Linked DNA regions of Mus musculus: region 2 is linked to region 1. A link is a contact called in public promoter capture Hi-C data. All regions are on one chromosome and are shown on one strand. The core of a region is the stretch at or near the end of the contact, and the rest is flanking DNA. Distances in the headings are between cores, read along the strand shown. Region 1 holds the start of Sfxn3 (sideroflexin 3). Region 2 holds the start of Sfr1 (SWI5 dependent recombination repair 1).

Region 1 (7,757 bases), core at 2,796-5,295:
TTCTGGTGTGTCTGAAGACAGAGACAGTGTACTCACATATATAAAATAACAAACAAACAAACAAACAAACAAAACTATTAAGAATATTGTGTGAGCCAAGTATTTAATCCAAGCACACAGAAGGCAAAGGCAGACAAGATCTCTGAATTCAAGGCCAGCCTGGTCTACATAGTTAGTTCTAGGCCTATACAGAGAAACCCTGTCTCAAAACAAAACAAACAAACAGGCACATAAGAGTTTTATAACCAAAACACTGATATCAATACTGCCCGAAATGTGATTTCCTTGATGGTGGCATAAGACAAGTCAGGGTACATTTGAGCTTACTGAAAGTCACCTTCAACCTGACTATCAAATGCAGTGTTCCTTCTCATTCAAGTCATAGGGAGCCGGTTTTGCTGCTGACCCACACCTTGGCCCTATCAGCAAGTTCCCGGTAAAGTGCCCTTGCTAAAACCCTGTACCCTTCAGTCTCACCTCACCTCAGGACAAATTCTCACAGAATGGGAACTGACTGTTCTCAAACACATGGTCAGTATAAGCCAGGGCCCAGCCGCTCGCATCCGCTGATGGAGAAGACTGCTCCTGCCCCCAGCTGGTCTGCAGGACCATGTATGCCCTGGACAGTCGGACCTGTGCCAGGAGCCAGGACCACTCACCTCTGCCTCATCAGGGGGATGTTGATGCAGTTGGCAGCGGCCACAGCTGCAAAGGGCACGAATCGACCGACTAGCGGGGGCAGGTGCTAGGGGAGGAAAGGGGGGTTCAGTGACTCTGGGGACCATGGGTAGAGAGGAACTCAGGATGGATATGGAGAGCCTCTTGAGAGGGCATCAAGGAGGAAGACAATGGGTAAAGGATTCATGAGAGGCCAATAGTGGTAGGGAGACTTTACCTTGGTGAGAGACTTGAGTCCCAGAGCAGTAGCCACAGCCCCAGTGGTGGCACTCACATAGGCTGTCCCCAACTGCCTGTGGAGGAAAGCCTAGGTCACAGGGAGAGATGAGTCCAGCCCGAGTTTCCTTTAGGGACATTACAGGTTTCCAGTGCAGGGGGTGTCAGAGGGTAACCTCCATTGAAAGCCCTCCCCCGCTGCAGTAAACGTCTGTGAAAGCCTTCTTCCTTCTTTAAAAGGGCAATGGATCCCCAACACAGATAAGTTAAGGACAAAATAACAAAAGGACTGAGTGCCCTCAAGGGGGGAGGTGAACAGAACTCGAAGCTGAAAGGAGAGCGGAGCCACTGGCACAGGGGTCGTGGGGACCAGGAATGGCTGGGGATGGGGGACACTCACTGCACAGTGATGGGAGCATCGCCGCTGCGATTAGAGTAATTCACAATAGCATTGAAGGACTGATTGACCCACTGCCAGAACACCACAGTCGGAGTCTTCCTGAGGGTGCAAAGATGGACTACTTATACTGTCCCTCCACAATATTCCCCCATCCTTGAACCCCCAATATTAAAACCCTCAAAATTCCTTAACTCCTCAAGTGAGACTTAGCTCATGGTCCCCAAACTGGCCCTCATCGACCTTGCGGGAACACCTTACACAGATGGAGGCTGGGTCCTGAGAAGCAGAAAGGATGCTCAAGTATTCTCCCACCCACTGTCCTTGACCGAAAAAGGTGTAGAAAGGAGACTTATAGTCACCCAGGCATGCTCTGGGCATAGCGCTCAGGAAGGGGACACAGGATAAGGTTTACCTGTAGAAGGTGAGCATGCAGCCAGTAATGGTCATGTTCATGGGCACCTGGGCTGACATACGGCCAATCAAGACCACCTTCTCCCCCGTGTCCGGATGGAATGCTGAGTCATACACGTATTTGGCTCGCCATAGCTGGTCCTCAGTGAGACCCGGGGTTGCCACACCAGCCCTGTAGAAATTGGCAAGAAACCAGGAGGCTGTGGCAGGGGTCAGACCTGCCCTTCTTGTCTCTGCTGCTTGCCTCGGGGAACTCTGGGCAAAGGATCAGGAAGTTTGGCACCCAACCTCTGAGTAAAGGACCTCTCTGTCCCCTGGGGATGTCAGAGCGTCTTGTAGGTGTGCCTACTCTATTTTCACATCCTTGGTGGCCCCACATTTTCTCCGGGGTCACAGTGATGGTGGTTTGAATGACTGGAGGACATTCCAAGAGTTAAACCTCCCAAGGAGGATTCCTTTTCTATCTGCGTGGGACTCTCTTTGTCCTTGCACAGTGAACAGCACTGGGAAGTGTCATTACTAAGGATCTGTGACCTGCAGAGCTGCCACCTACCCATAACACACAGTGCTGTCCCCTCAGCCCAAATGTCCTCAGATCCGCTGAGCTAAAGTGCTGCGTCACAGTGGCGTGATTTGAGGCAGGTTCACCTGTAATTCTGCACGATGTTCCGGGAAGCTTCCAGCTGTTCCCCGGACAGCAGCAGATTTCGGGGATCAGTGACTGTGAAGAAATGCCGGGCTCTGCCTAGAAATGTGCTTTGGTCCCACCGAGGTTCCTGGATGTTGATATTTAAGGGCAGGTCACCCATCTTCTGCAAGGTAGCAAGAATAAGGGTCAGGTCCAAGGACTTCCTTCACTTGGGAGACACTTTGGTGGCTCTGCCTTGGCCCCAGAAACTGACCAGTGCTTGCAGGTGCTCAAGGTCACTCCAGATCCATAAACAAGGGTGGGGGAGGAGTTGTTCCCTAGGTAGTGTTTTAGCCAGGAACATACAGCCACTTAAGAGCCGGAGGGAAGACCAGAACCAAGAATATAGCTTTCCTGACGCTGTGGCCTGATGCCAGATTTACGTGTGTGTGAGTGTGTGTGTGTGTGTGTGTGTGTGTGTGTGTGTGTGTGTGTGTGTGATTCCCCAGCAGCAGCTAATCTGGGGCAGCTATCTTGAGCTCCTGCTATAGGAGCACAGAACATGGATAACACACCCAAGCCCTTTCCAGCTTCAGGCCCCAGCTGCCCCAAGACTTAGATAAAAACTTCCAAGGCTGTTTGGAAAAATGACAGAAGGCAGCCCACACTCAAGCCCCTGATTGGAGGAGACATTAGGCACCTGAGGGCTGATCCGTACCAGATCTCAAACAGCACTGGAGTGGCAGCCATTTGTGAACATGTGAGCACCCACATAGCCTCCTCAAACCCACTTGCTTCCACTCCTACACAATAACTCCGGGCTCTCCCTGGTCCTGGGTTGAATAGAACTGACGCAGGCACCCACCCAACTCTCTCTGAGCCTCAGAAAAACCTCAGGAAAGGGCGAGATTCAATGGATGCCCCTCCGCCCAGCACAAAAAGGAATGCCAAGAACAGCCATCTGGCTGTGTTAGGCAAAAATCCTGCAGAGTGACTAATACCCTCCAACCCCACTTCCTCCCTCACAGTAGACACCGTCCCCACCCGACTTTCACATACTTATACACAAAGACAGGCACGCCCTCCCCAGCACACAAACAGGTTAGAGTCACACTGTATACACTAGTCAACCAACCAGAGTACCGTTACACACACACACACACACACACACACACACACACACACACACGCTCAGCCATATCTATCAGTTGCAGACATTTGAAAGCATGCCTAACACACAGCCTCAACCAACCCCTCCTTGTGCCCTACAGATCCTAACAGACCACGCAATATGGAATTCCCATAAGAGAGAGCACCTCTCTCAAGGCAAGCCTTCTGTTCTGAGCCCAAGCCCTCACCCCTCCACTTTGCTGATTCCCAAGGCAGCAGGCACTCACGCTTTCCGGGGTTTTCAGCCTCTAGAAGCTCTCAGACCCGCCTTCCTCACCGCTCTCCGCTTTCCTCCCAGCCATCACCGAGACGTCACGCGTGACGCTGAGCAGCAGGGAAGGGCGGGGGCTCCCTGAGCTCGTTCGCCTGACCCACCCCCCCTCTTGGCAGAGTTCCGAGACAGTGGATGTCCAGAGTGATTCTCCCAGACCAGGCCGTTGAGACCAAACCCGACCCAGTCCTGGGAAGCAATTCTGGCCTCCTTCCCAACCAGGGAGAAAAGGGGAGGAGCCGCCCCACTTGCCTCCTTCGCTTGCAGTCCCTTAGCTTGCCTCTGGAGGCACCCACCCCCGCAGCACCCAGTCTAGGTGCACTGGGTGCGGGTGAGCGGCGTGGAGGGCGGGCCTCTGAGGGTGCAACGCCCGGAGGGATTCGGATTACTGCTTGTTTACTTGATTGCTGCCTTGGCAATGGACTCTCCTTGCTTGCACCCTGGTCTGCTACTCCAGGTCTTAGAGGCTCCTTTTGCAGATCCTCGTCATTCGCATCTCTTTCCAGCCACATTGTTGTGGTATCTGTGCCCCTTTTGTGTTCCCAGTCCCCTTTGCCACCTAATCCCCAGCTCCACTGTGCCAGCAATTTTTTGTACCCCCAACACTTATCCGTACACAAACTGACGCCCCAGTCCTAGGGATGTGCACGGCCAAAGTTTCCCGTGATCTCTGCCTGCATCCAAGCAGGCGCATCAGAAAGATTCTTCTCCTAGTGGCCTGGGATCAGCTGCTGTATCGTGCGGCCTTTCCAGAACAGGGTGTCTCCGAAGGTGAAGAAGGCATTACACACACACATCCCTTATCCATCAGCACCCAGGGCACAGCGGCGACACAGCCATGTTCCAGCTTTCCTTCCTGCTGATCTCAGGCTCAGGTTCAGCTCTTTCGTTTGTGACATTCTCCCACAGAGACCTTAGGGATGACTACGGAAGGGATGGCAATTTCAGGAAGCTAGCGTGGCCCGGAGAAGACGTGATTCTAGTAGCCAGTGGAACCCAGCCAGTTCCAGAGCCTGGGTTCCAACGACCAGTTGGGGTTCAGAGTTGGGGCGGGCAGAGCCCAGAGGTATCAGACAGGTGAGAAGCTACAATCCGGACAGGCTACCAAAGGTGCTAGAAGAGAATGACTGGCGGTCTCAGCAGCCAATGGGATCCCAGGACCGCGCAGGGTAGCTCTATTCCAGCAGCTGCGCGGAGCGTGGGCGGGGTCCTTAGTTCACTGTATCGCGCCCGCCAGCGGGCGACAAGGGCAGCGGCGGCACACGGGACCAGGTGAGGTGGCCAAGTCCTAGAGGTAGCGAGGCAGGAGGTCCTACATGGGGGAGTCTGTTTTTTGGTTTACAGAAATGCTCTAGAGGGCGTGACCCCTGGTTTTGCACTAGCGATTTGTGGGGCTCTCTCCAGAAGATCACTCAGTCCTGGGATAGAGTCTTGCAGCGACTTTAGACTCACAACTGCAGCCTGGAGCCTGACATTCACCTGGGGGTGGCGGTGGGGGGCAAGCTCGACCGCAGCTATCCCAGGTCCTGAAGTCCAGCTCGGGAGGCTAGCCCCTACCCATATACATATACACACAGGAAAGATGCTGCAGTAAACTGTGTGGCACCCATTCTCCTCTCTCTCTTTAAAACTCAAGAGCCTGCTGTGACCCCCATCTCTACTCTCTGAGTGTCAGATGAGGACCGGAGACTGGGTGGATGACTCCATTGAGAATAGCAATGGAGGAATGGAGGGAGGAATGGAAGGAAAGTGTCCCAATGGCCTTGTAGAAACAAATCCCCAAATCCAAGATGGTGCAGAACTGGGCCGATCTCCTCTGGGCCCAGGATGGGAGAGGGGGACAGGATGTTCAAGTCAGGAGGAAGTGCAGAAGCCAGGGTAATGGGACAGCACTCATCCCTCTCCCCAAACCCTGTTCTTCCTACACAGATCTGGAAGCCCTACTCCTAAGAAGCATTCAGACTGAAATTGCATCAGAAAGATCCCTCTCTTCCAAGTGGCCTGGGATCAGCTGCTCTGTCTTGTGGACTTTCCAGAACAGGGTGGCCAGAAGAAACACTATTTTTCGACTCAGCGAGATCTGCCTTACTAAGACTCCAGCCCTACTGAGAAAGCTCATGGAGCCTGGAAGACCAAGAGCCAACCTTCGGAGGGCAGGCAGACTCTGTCCGGATCTGTAGGGCACTGCCCTAGTCTCACTACTATGGCACGTGGTTTCACGGTAGGCTTTGACCCACTGGGTCTAGGAGAACTCAGCTCTGGCTCCCTGAGCTCTGTCTCCTCCCGAGGCCACCTGGGCAGCGACTCAGGCTCCACAGCAACACGATACCTGCTGAGGAAGCAGCAGCGCCTGCTGAATGGGCCCTCCCGAGGAATTCGAGCCTCCTCGCCCATGGGCCGGGTCATCCTCATCAACTCCCCCATCGAAGGTGGGTGTGGGGCCCGGGAGTGACTTGGATGGGAGCACTGAGGACAACGGGTAACGGGATCATCTTTCATCTACCCTTGCCTATCCTGTAGCCACTATTTTAGGGCGGCAGGGCTGTAGAAGGATCAGAGGTGGGAGGTGAAACCATAGTCTAAGGAAAGCCCTTATACGTGAGCCCCTGGGATACATAGGCAGCGTGATGAATCAGCCCCCTCCATTCCTTGAACTCCGTCTTTCTCCTAACCCACCTTAGGGAGTGAAGCAGAATGGAGATCTCCCACCAAACAATTTTGTGTGACCAGTACTGTGGGGGGACGGTAGAGCGTCAGTGTCCAGGCTTCAGAATGTGGGAGAGGGGCCAAAAGACACGCAGCAAATGTCCATGAAAAGGCAGAGAGGGGGTGGGGGTGGGGTGGGGATAGGAGGAATGAGAGACAGAGGCAGAGAGTGAGAGCCCCATAGCTCGGTCGTTCAGAGAGAATGAGCTGCCTGGCACTATACCATGGCCACCAATTCTGATTCTACCCCGGTTAGGTCTTGCAGGGGACCTAGAGGGAGGAAGCTCAGTTTTCACCTCACAGGAATATGAAGCATAGTCAAAACTTCAAGACACAAACAAGAACAGCTGGTGGGGAGGTTGCAGCTACCACCCCGCAAAAGTCAGAAGTGAACAGCGGGAAGCATGGTGAGGCAGGTGCTTAGACTACAGTGACAGATGTGAGGCGACAAAGAGCCTGTGAGCAAGACAGAGCCTCAGATGCCAGGAGAGGAGCGAGGCCCTGTGGGACTGGCTCTCTGTGGACAGGACCCGATCCGTATCTCCAACCCCTCTCCTCTTTCTGAGCCAGCACGGTTCCCCTGGCTGGATCCAAGACTGGACTTTTCAGGTCTGGTGTTTCTTCCAATGCAATTACAAGTCTCTGTTCCCCTCCAAAGACAGCTGCCCGGGATATGGTTGGCTTGCTCACTTCTATCACTGTCAGTGACCACTATAGGCCCCGCCCTCGGGCAAGTATCAAGGTACTGTTGAGGTCACCAATGCCATTGACCAAGAAGCAGAAACACCCAGAGGAGCTAGAAAGCAGGACAGACAACCCTTTCTCTCTTTCTTTCTTCTTCCTTCCTTCCTTCCTTCTTTCCTTTATTCCTTCCTTCCTTCCTCCCTCCCTTCCTTCTTTCTTCCTTCCTCCCTCCTTTCCTTCTTCTTCTTTTTTTTTTTAATTTGGTTTTGTTTTTTTCAAGACAGGCTTTATCTGTGTAGGCTGTCCTGGACCTTGATCTGTAGACCAGGCTGGCTTTGAGCTCAGAGAGTCTCCCGCTTCTGCTTCAAGAGCTGGGGTTTAAAGGCATGTGACACCAATACCTGGCTGATGTGACCCTTTCTAGCCACCTCTTTCTCCTCTCCTAGTTTGTTCATTCATTTTTTCACTCATTCACTCATCTGCTCATTTATCAAAAATTACCTGTCAGATACTATGCACTGTGCAAGGACTAAAGATGTGTTGGTGGGAAAGAACTGAAAAGTCCCATGATGAAACTTGCAGACTTCCAAGCA
Region 2 (7,757 bases), core at 3,914-6,413, 2.7 Mb before region 1:
ACTAGGAGTAGAGGGAAGGGAAACTAATCAGAATGTAAGAGAAAAAAAAAGCTATTTCCAATACAAGGAAAAAATGAATACTTCAACTATCACAGATGTAAAAATAGTAGGAAAAAATTCCATTTAGAAGAAACTGACTTTCCATTAATGCTCAGCACTTCGTGTGTCAACAGCAGGACCAACATCTCTTTGCCAACTCTTCCTTCTTCACAACTAGAAGGATTCTAAGGTAGGTAGTTTAGATGACTTAGCAGAGAAGCCATTGGTAACACTTCTTGTATGATTTCTAACACTTTCTTGTATGATGTGACTTTTGAGAAGCAGAGAGATGGGGTCAAGAGGTAAGGTACAGGCACTTTATACTTAGCATGGGGTTGCCAGGTCTGTGACAACTGCAGAGTCAACCATGGATATACTAGATTTGGTTTTGCTAGTATTAGGTCATTTAAACGAGTTGCCTGAATGAAAAAGACAATGTCCTAAATTTAACAGACTAATTCTGGTCTTAATGGACAATCATCCTGTGCTATTTATGGCTTATCACTAACCTTAAGAGTGCTCCTTCCTCAGCTGCCTCAGCTTTGACGCATGGATAAGCTGAGCTTGGAGGATAACTTTCCAAAAACCCCTTCCAGTTTAGTGGTCTGACAGATGCTTTGCAAGGGCTCTAACCCACCCATCGACACTGTTCATGATACCAACACCTCTTAGCTTCTGCTCAACAGCAGTTATGTTCATAAGTTTTTATAGTTCATTACTAACTAGTGATATAGTCAATTAGGTCAAGCATAACATGGCCTTATGTAGAGGAAGGACAGATTCACAAATACAGATGGCAAGAGGGAATTTATACATGTATATGGTAGGTGGGTGTGTACGGGTTTGAATCCCTGTTTTATCAAACAGCAAGGGTTTTCAGATCAGAAGGGAAGGAGTGTGCTCAAATAAAAACGAACTTCTGGGGAGAGGCTCTAGAATACTGGCCATTTAGAAACGAATACTTTTGCTAGATCCCAAGGCAGAAATCATGAAGGCTTCAGGAATGATTAGCAGATAGAAGAAGGAGGCCACAAGGCTCTCCCTGCTATTCTTAAAAATGTTAGCCCTGTGTCTTCCAAGTTCATACAGTAGCTACAGCAACAGCAACACTCTTTCCCCATGGGCTCATTCTAAATTCTCAGCTACTGGGCCAGCTTAAGCCACATTTTTACATATGGCTCTGAACTCAACAGACCGTTCCAATTTACATCACAGATAAAGCTACAAAGGGAATTATGAAGACCGTTCATGCCAAGAACACCTTCATGTAGGAAATAAGGATATGAAGCATCCCAAGAAACAGATGTTCATTTTAGTACATGAGGAAAATGAAAACAAATTGGAGAAAACTGTAGACATTTAAGTTTAATTAGTTGCTAGATTAGCAAACAGATATGTTAAGCAGATGAGCATAGGTCCATAAACTTAGGAAGGGCAGGCTACATTTATGCCACTTGAGATTTAGACATTCAACATACTACTTTCTAATACTGAATATAAACTTTTTGCCCCCCAAATCAATGAATTAACCCTGGTTTCTAGAACTATCCAAACTTCCTTTTAAACACAATTTTAATTTTTTTATACTTAAATATTTTCTTTAGCAAACATATCCAAAATACTAAGCTTCGTCTTATAATTTTGTCAGAATATCCCAAACTGTTCAACATTCCTCCCTCTAAGCCACAACAGCTTAGATCTTTTTTTTCCCCTTTAAAACATTTCTCTTTGCATTGCCATTCTCAAAGACAATCTGTAAATGGGCCAAGTGTATAGCTCAGGAACAGAGCACATGTTTTGAGGCCCTAGGTATGATCACATCACCCAAAGAAGAGAGGGAGAAAATAGCCTGGAAAATGTATCACACCCCTGTAAACTCTTCTTCACTTCGATTGTAGTGCAGCAAGTTGTCATCTATCCCGTAGAAGTCGATCAGCTCGGTGAGCGTCAGCTTCTCGTCCTCGTCCTCCGACATGATAGACTGCAGCTCACACAGCAGCCGCTGACCACACTTCCTCCACTTCTTTATTAGATTCTCTAACTCAGTCACGTCGTTCTGAAACAGAAAAAGTCAGTCAGTCATCAGATGTGGGGCTCAACTCACATCATCAAGGTAGCTAAATTAATTAACTAGTTCCTGTCTAACTTTAAAGGCCAGTAACAGGTATAAAGGGCAGTACAAGCTCTGGACAAACCTTAACCTTAGAAAAGTGTTATTAAATTCACATGTTAGATGTAAGAACAAGCTGAGGCTCTCAGTACACCTTTTATATAACTATACTTTTTAAGATACGACGTTGTGTTGTGCCTTTCTAATGTCTCCATGTACCGCAAACTTCTTAAAGGTAAAAATATTCAAGTTTAAAGTATTTTCAACATTTTATTCAGTTACATTTAGAAAAGTCCTAAAAATTCAAAATCACATATAAGACATGCTATTCTGTCACTTACTCCAGTTTTGGGATAAAATGAGGTGTTACCTGGGTAAGAACTACAAAGATAATAAATGTCTCCTTCTAGACATCCATGTTCTATTTTACTCAACGTGTGTAAGCTGAAACCTAAAATCTGTTTTCCCAAATAAAATGCCTGACATTTATGCAGGATCGTTACTGAAAGTACAGCACCTTGCATTCTGTGGTCCACTTTTAGTTCTAACACCATCGTGCTCTGTCCCCCTGCATCTTCATGGAACACCTCTCACTTCTCATCTTGCTACTGGCTAGAAATTAAGGCCAAAACGCTCCACCTGTGCATTAAACAAAACCCTAAGCTTTTAAGTTTTACCTCGTGTTGAAGGGGTTCCTCAGCCTCACTCTGAACCAACTACTTCTATTTCAGTCAAAGCTCTTGTAACCCGGGTTTCTGGTTATCTGGCTGATTGTTTATCAAACTAAAATGTATCTCCAATTTAGAAACTACCGCAGTTTATGTAAAAATGATGTAACGGTTCTAAGATTCTTCTCACCTTTATTCTATACATCTTGACTAACTTTAACCTCCGAAGAAGGTCTTCCTTCTCTTCAACCTGCCTAATCAATCTTATTTTTTCTTGTTTTAATTTTTCTCTAATGATCGCATTCTCAGACTCCTTTGGGAGGGCATTAGATGACCCAGTATCCGACGACTTAGATTCACACGTGTTTTTCTCCTCTGAGCTCTTTTCTCCAGGCTCACTGTCTTTGTTTTTCAAGCTTTCTTGGGCCTTTGAACAATTTTCTTCCTTTGAAGATTCTCCTGGTTCTGAAAGGGTCTCATTATTTTCGTCATTCTCTACCTTCATACGCTTCACCACACTACAAAATGAATGAGATGAAGATCTTGCTTTCTTTAACCTTTCTTTAGGTGTTCCACTCAGAGGCTGAAAAAGACACAAACATCAAAAATGTTAAGGATACATTCTTGTAGTAAGTCAATCTATTAAAAATAAAGGCTATATGCTTCTACGATAGGTACAATGGATGGCTTTCTGTTTCCACAAATCTCATGCGAGCATCACCAATGTCTCTAATATCCAGAGGCTACCTATAGTCTTACTTTAGCAAGGTTAACTAAAATAGGACTGAGACACTTCGCCTGCCACTGGCAGCTAGTATTTGCCTGATAATACTAGAAATGCTTCAGAACTATAAACTAAGGAGAAGACCTGCTACCAAAGACTTCCCCCTAAGAAATACTGTACAGATTCAAGTTTCCTTGGTTTGGAGCATCGCAGTAACCTCATAAGAAATTAAACAAAATGAACCGATTCAAGAAGAAAATCTTGGCAGTTAGAAAGGTATGAGCTACATATTAATTCACACTCCAGTAGCCTTAAAACTGGCACTATCAGAATACTCTGGAACAGAACAGATGGGGGTGGGGGATAGAGGACAACACAGATATCCATACTTGTTTTCCTGAACTATTCGAATGGGGTGATGGTGGATTCTCCCTGGGCTGAGGAGCGGCAGGTGAAGTCGGGGGTGATGGTGGATTCTCCCTGGGCTGAGGAGCGGCAGGTGAAGTCGGTGGTGATGGTGGATTCTCCCTGGGCTGAGGAGCGGCAGGTGAAGTCGGTGGTGATGGTGGATTCTCCCTGGTCTGAGGAACGGCAGGTGAAGTCGGTGGTGATGGTGGATTCTCACTGGTCTGAGGAGCGGCAGGTGAAGTCGGTGGTGATGGTGGATTCTCACTGGGCTGAGGAGCATCAGGTGAAGTCGATGCTGAATCTGATGAGTTTTCCATCTTGGAAGTGAACTCCTGATTTCCTTATCAAAAAGAAAAGACGCGAATGATAATCAAATTATCTCAAAACAGACCTCAATTTTTCTGAACAAAATTTTCTTCAGTGAACTAAACACCAAAAATAGTCAGCCATTTCTTCCAATTACATGTAGCTATAATTTATTCTAATTCTTCTCATATTTTCCATTTACCTCTCCACATGGGGAAGTAACCAAGTCCTGTTTCTTTCACGACAAATAAACCAGCTAGTATCTCACTGTCTTTCTTTTTTTCCCTTCAAAACACCCCCAAAAATTTGCGTTTCAGGAAGGGGAACTATAACTAGTCAAGAACTTTAATTTTTGTTATAATTTCGTAAATAAAAGCAATACAGCCTGAATCTTGACTCTTAAAAGCTTTGCGCCTAGAACCAAGAACGAGTCCCGAGGTGTCAGAAAGCAGCATCTGCCCCTTTGGGTTTACTATGGTCAAAGACTCCGCCCTCCTCCCCAGCCCCGTCCATCTTCTCCACAAAGCCCCGCCCACTCTCCCTCCCCCTTTCCCCTCCCTCCTCACCACAGAAAGCCCTCCCCCCGTCCCCGCACCCCACTCAGCTCCCCCTTTCCCCACCCCGTCCCCCCACCACAGAAAGCGCGCTCCCCCCAGCTCCCTTCTCTTCAGCAACCCCGTAGCCCTCCTCCTCCACTCCTCCGCCTCCCTCGCCACAGAAAGCCCTCTATCCCACAGAGCAGGAGGCCGAGCTCCCGCGACGCCGGAGAGAGCTTCTCCGTCAGATACCCAGACACCCGCAGGCCTGCCGCTCAGGCCAACCCCAGGGAGAAAGCTCAGTACCTTCCTCAGCCATGCTCACAGCGGCGACACACCGTACACACAGCCAGCGGAGCGCCCGCAGCCCACTGACCTCGCCCCGGGGGCGGAGCCTCACCGGAGAAGAGACGTACGATTGGCTAGCTTGGCCGGAGCAGGCGGATGTGCTCCGTACAGCTCCGACTGCGCGTGCGCGGCGGGCCGCGGGCCTGGGCCACGGGGCGGAGCGGGGCCTGGCGGGAGGCGGGCGCGGCTCGTGATTGGCAGGGCTGGCCGGCGCGCTCCAGGGCTCGGCTACGCGCGCGCGGCCGCCAGCCGTGGGGTGGCGTCCATGGAAAAAACGATGTTAGGCCCTTGGAGGGGCCTGAGGGGGGCGCGCTTCCGCTCGCCACTGCCTTTGGGAGTTGCGGTGCCAGCTGCCTTCCCGAGCAGCTTCCCTGGTGGGGTTGGGGGCGGGGTGGGTATCGTCAGGGTGGCGCGCCCGAGAGCACCGCCCTCTGGCAGCGCTCGCCCCCTGGCAGGCTCGGCTTTCCCCACCGCAAAGGCTTTTCCTCAGACGTGGCAGGGCCGGAAACCGCGGGGCCCGCTCGGCTCCCTGCTGGCTCGGAGTCTATGTGGGTGTCTCTGCATAAACAGTAGAGGGCATCCCCAGCCTGCCTTGCGGACTCGCCCCCTTATTTTGGTCTGTGCCCACCTCTGCTTGGCTTCACATGTTTTGGTCAAATCTGAGAAAAAAATAACCTAAGGAAGTGTATTATGGCGCAGAACAGGAAGCGGGGCGCGGTCGATCCGACAGGTTCGGACTAGAATTCAGATATTTGAGAACTAAACCCCTTGCTTGATCCTGCCCCCCCCCCCCCGAGGCCCCTTGCTAGACCCTGGCTCGACTCCTGGGGGTGCCCCTTGCTAGACTCTGGGGGGCCCCCGGGAGGCCCCTTGCTAGACCCTGGCTCGACTCCCGGGATGCCCCCTTGCTAGGCTCTGGGGGCCCCCAGGAGGCCCCTTGCTAGACTCTGGGAGGCTGCACGGCCTTCTAGTGTTCAGGATGTTCTGTTGCTATGCAACAGCAAAATGAACTAGCTTGGGTGGAGCCGTGGGTGTAGAGAAGTTGAGCTAACTTGTGAGTCACTGGGAAGTTTGTAATAAGGGACAGCTCTCTTTCCGAATATCTGCTAATAGTGGCTTTAAAGTAACCCGAAAGAACTGATTAGACTCCTAGGCGGTCAGTTAATAAATACAGAACCTAAAGGAACTTAATGAGGTGATTAGATCTGCAGATGTTGCAATTGCCTAGATTAGAGTCCTGGCACCACGGTTTCTTCTTTGGTTTGTTTTTGTTTTGTGCAATGGAGTGTAGTGTGGCCGTGGACCTCAGTTCGATGGCTTGGTAAATGAGAACAATATTCACCTCCTAGAGACAGGGAAATTCAATGATAATGTATGAGAGGCAGCTAGAATCATGCAAAACACCAAAGGAACATTTAGTCAAGCATATTCGTCATTCCCTAATTGACTTAAAGCAATGTCTCACAAGCTTTTATCCCTTACCTTTCCCAAAAGCACGGATTTTTAAAAGAGTGCTATGATAGCTAAAAGTCCACACAACTTAAGCCATAAATACCAGAAAACGTCAAGCCTTCACATGTGACCATTAATAAATTAATGTTCCACTCCTAAATGTTTAAGAAACAGCAAGAACAGAATTCATTACTTGGGGACAGGAGGTTGTTTTGTTTGATGGTTTTTTAAGACAGGGTTCCTCTGTAACTCCCCTGGTTGTTCTGGACCTTGCTTTGTAGCCCAGACTGGTCTGGAATTCACAGAAATCCTCCTGCCTCTGTCTCCCGAGTGCTGAGATTAAGGGGAAGGCAGTAGAATGCATGATTTTTATGGTACAAGTGTTACTCACCAACTCACAGATCAGTCTGTGAAATCATTTCTTCTCATTTTTTCCTTCCTATGAGTTCTCTCATTACAAAAAAGGGCAGACTTACCTGCCCTGACACTTGAAGCACAAAGCACACTTCATATTCAGGATGCCTTGAGGCGTAAGGGTGAGTTGTTTTTATAAGTCTAAAATCAGCTGCTCCCAAATTCTTTTGTTATTACAGCCTAATCTTAGAGCTATGCTTTTACTGACTACATAAAGGAAAACAACATCTTGCCTTGCAAATGTTCTGACTTGTTTTTATATGAAACTGATGTATTAAAATAAGACTGGCCAAGCTTTCCAAGGACCTCTGAACTAGCTCTCAGGAAAACCTGTTAGCTCGGAAATGTGTGTCTGTTGGCCATTCTCTCTTCTGTGTGCTGTGTCAATGGTCTTCCCATATGTTTGTATTTTACTTCCCATACTCAATTTAATGCAAAAGATCTGGAATATGTATAAATTGCCCCTACACAAATGGAGACACAGCTCTGTGATAGGATGCTTACCTGCCATTCATGAGGCCCTGGGTTCGACCGTTAGCTTTAGGGTGGGCGACGGGGACTAAAAGTAACCATTATAGTTTCCATGTGTCTTTAGAGAAATATTTTCATGTCTTTAGTGACCTGAAATCTATTTGCCTACAAAGAGTTTGGTATTTGTCACAGAGGACATTTTTATTTTCGTATGAAATTTTCAAGTAGTTAAAAGTGCTTCCTTGTGAGCCAGGGAACAAAGACTCCTTACCCTACCACAG

The links. Promoter capture Hi-C pulls out the DNA fragments that hold promoters and counts their contacts.
Region 2: a promoter capture Hi-C map of pre-B cells shows a contact between it and region 1, with 4 times the contacts expected there. The contact joins the promoter of Sfr1 here to the promoter of Sfxn3 in region 1. A contact is called at or near these places in 2 of 39 promoter capture datasets (erythroid cells and pre-B cells) and 1 of 115 datasets of contacts at active chromatin or transcription factors (thymic regulatory T cells).

What each region holds. Positions count from the first base shown.
Region 1 is chr19:45,043,864-45,051,620 of GRCm38.p6, reverse strand. Sfxn3 (sideroflexin 3) reads right to left here and starts at 4,045. Exons shown (of 11, transcript NM_053197.4): 1 at 3,731-4,045; 2 at 2,354-2,517; 3 at 1,707-1,877; 4 at 1,295-1,393; 5 at 896-971; 6 at 660-745. The coding sequence starts at 2,514. It overlaps Pdzd7 (PDZ domain containing 7), which reads left to right and starts at 5,849. Exons shown (of 16, transcript NM_001195265.1): 1 at 5,849-6,203. The coding sequence starts at 5,978.
Region 2 is chr19:47,729,162-47,736,918 of GRCm38.p6, reverse strand. Sfr1 (SWI5 dependent recombination repair 1) reads right to left here and starts at 5,163. Exons shown (of 4, transcript NM_026377.2): 1 at 5,098-5,163; 2 at 3,931-4,289; 3 at 3,008-3,400; 4 at 1,331-2,095. The coding sequence starts at 5,110. The coding sequence ends at 1,901. It overlaps Cfap43 (cilia and flagella associated protein 43), which reads left to right. Exons shown (of 38, transcript NM_027559.2): 38 at 1-62.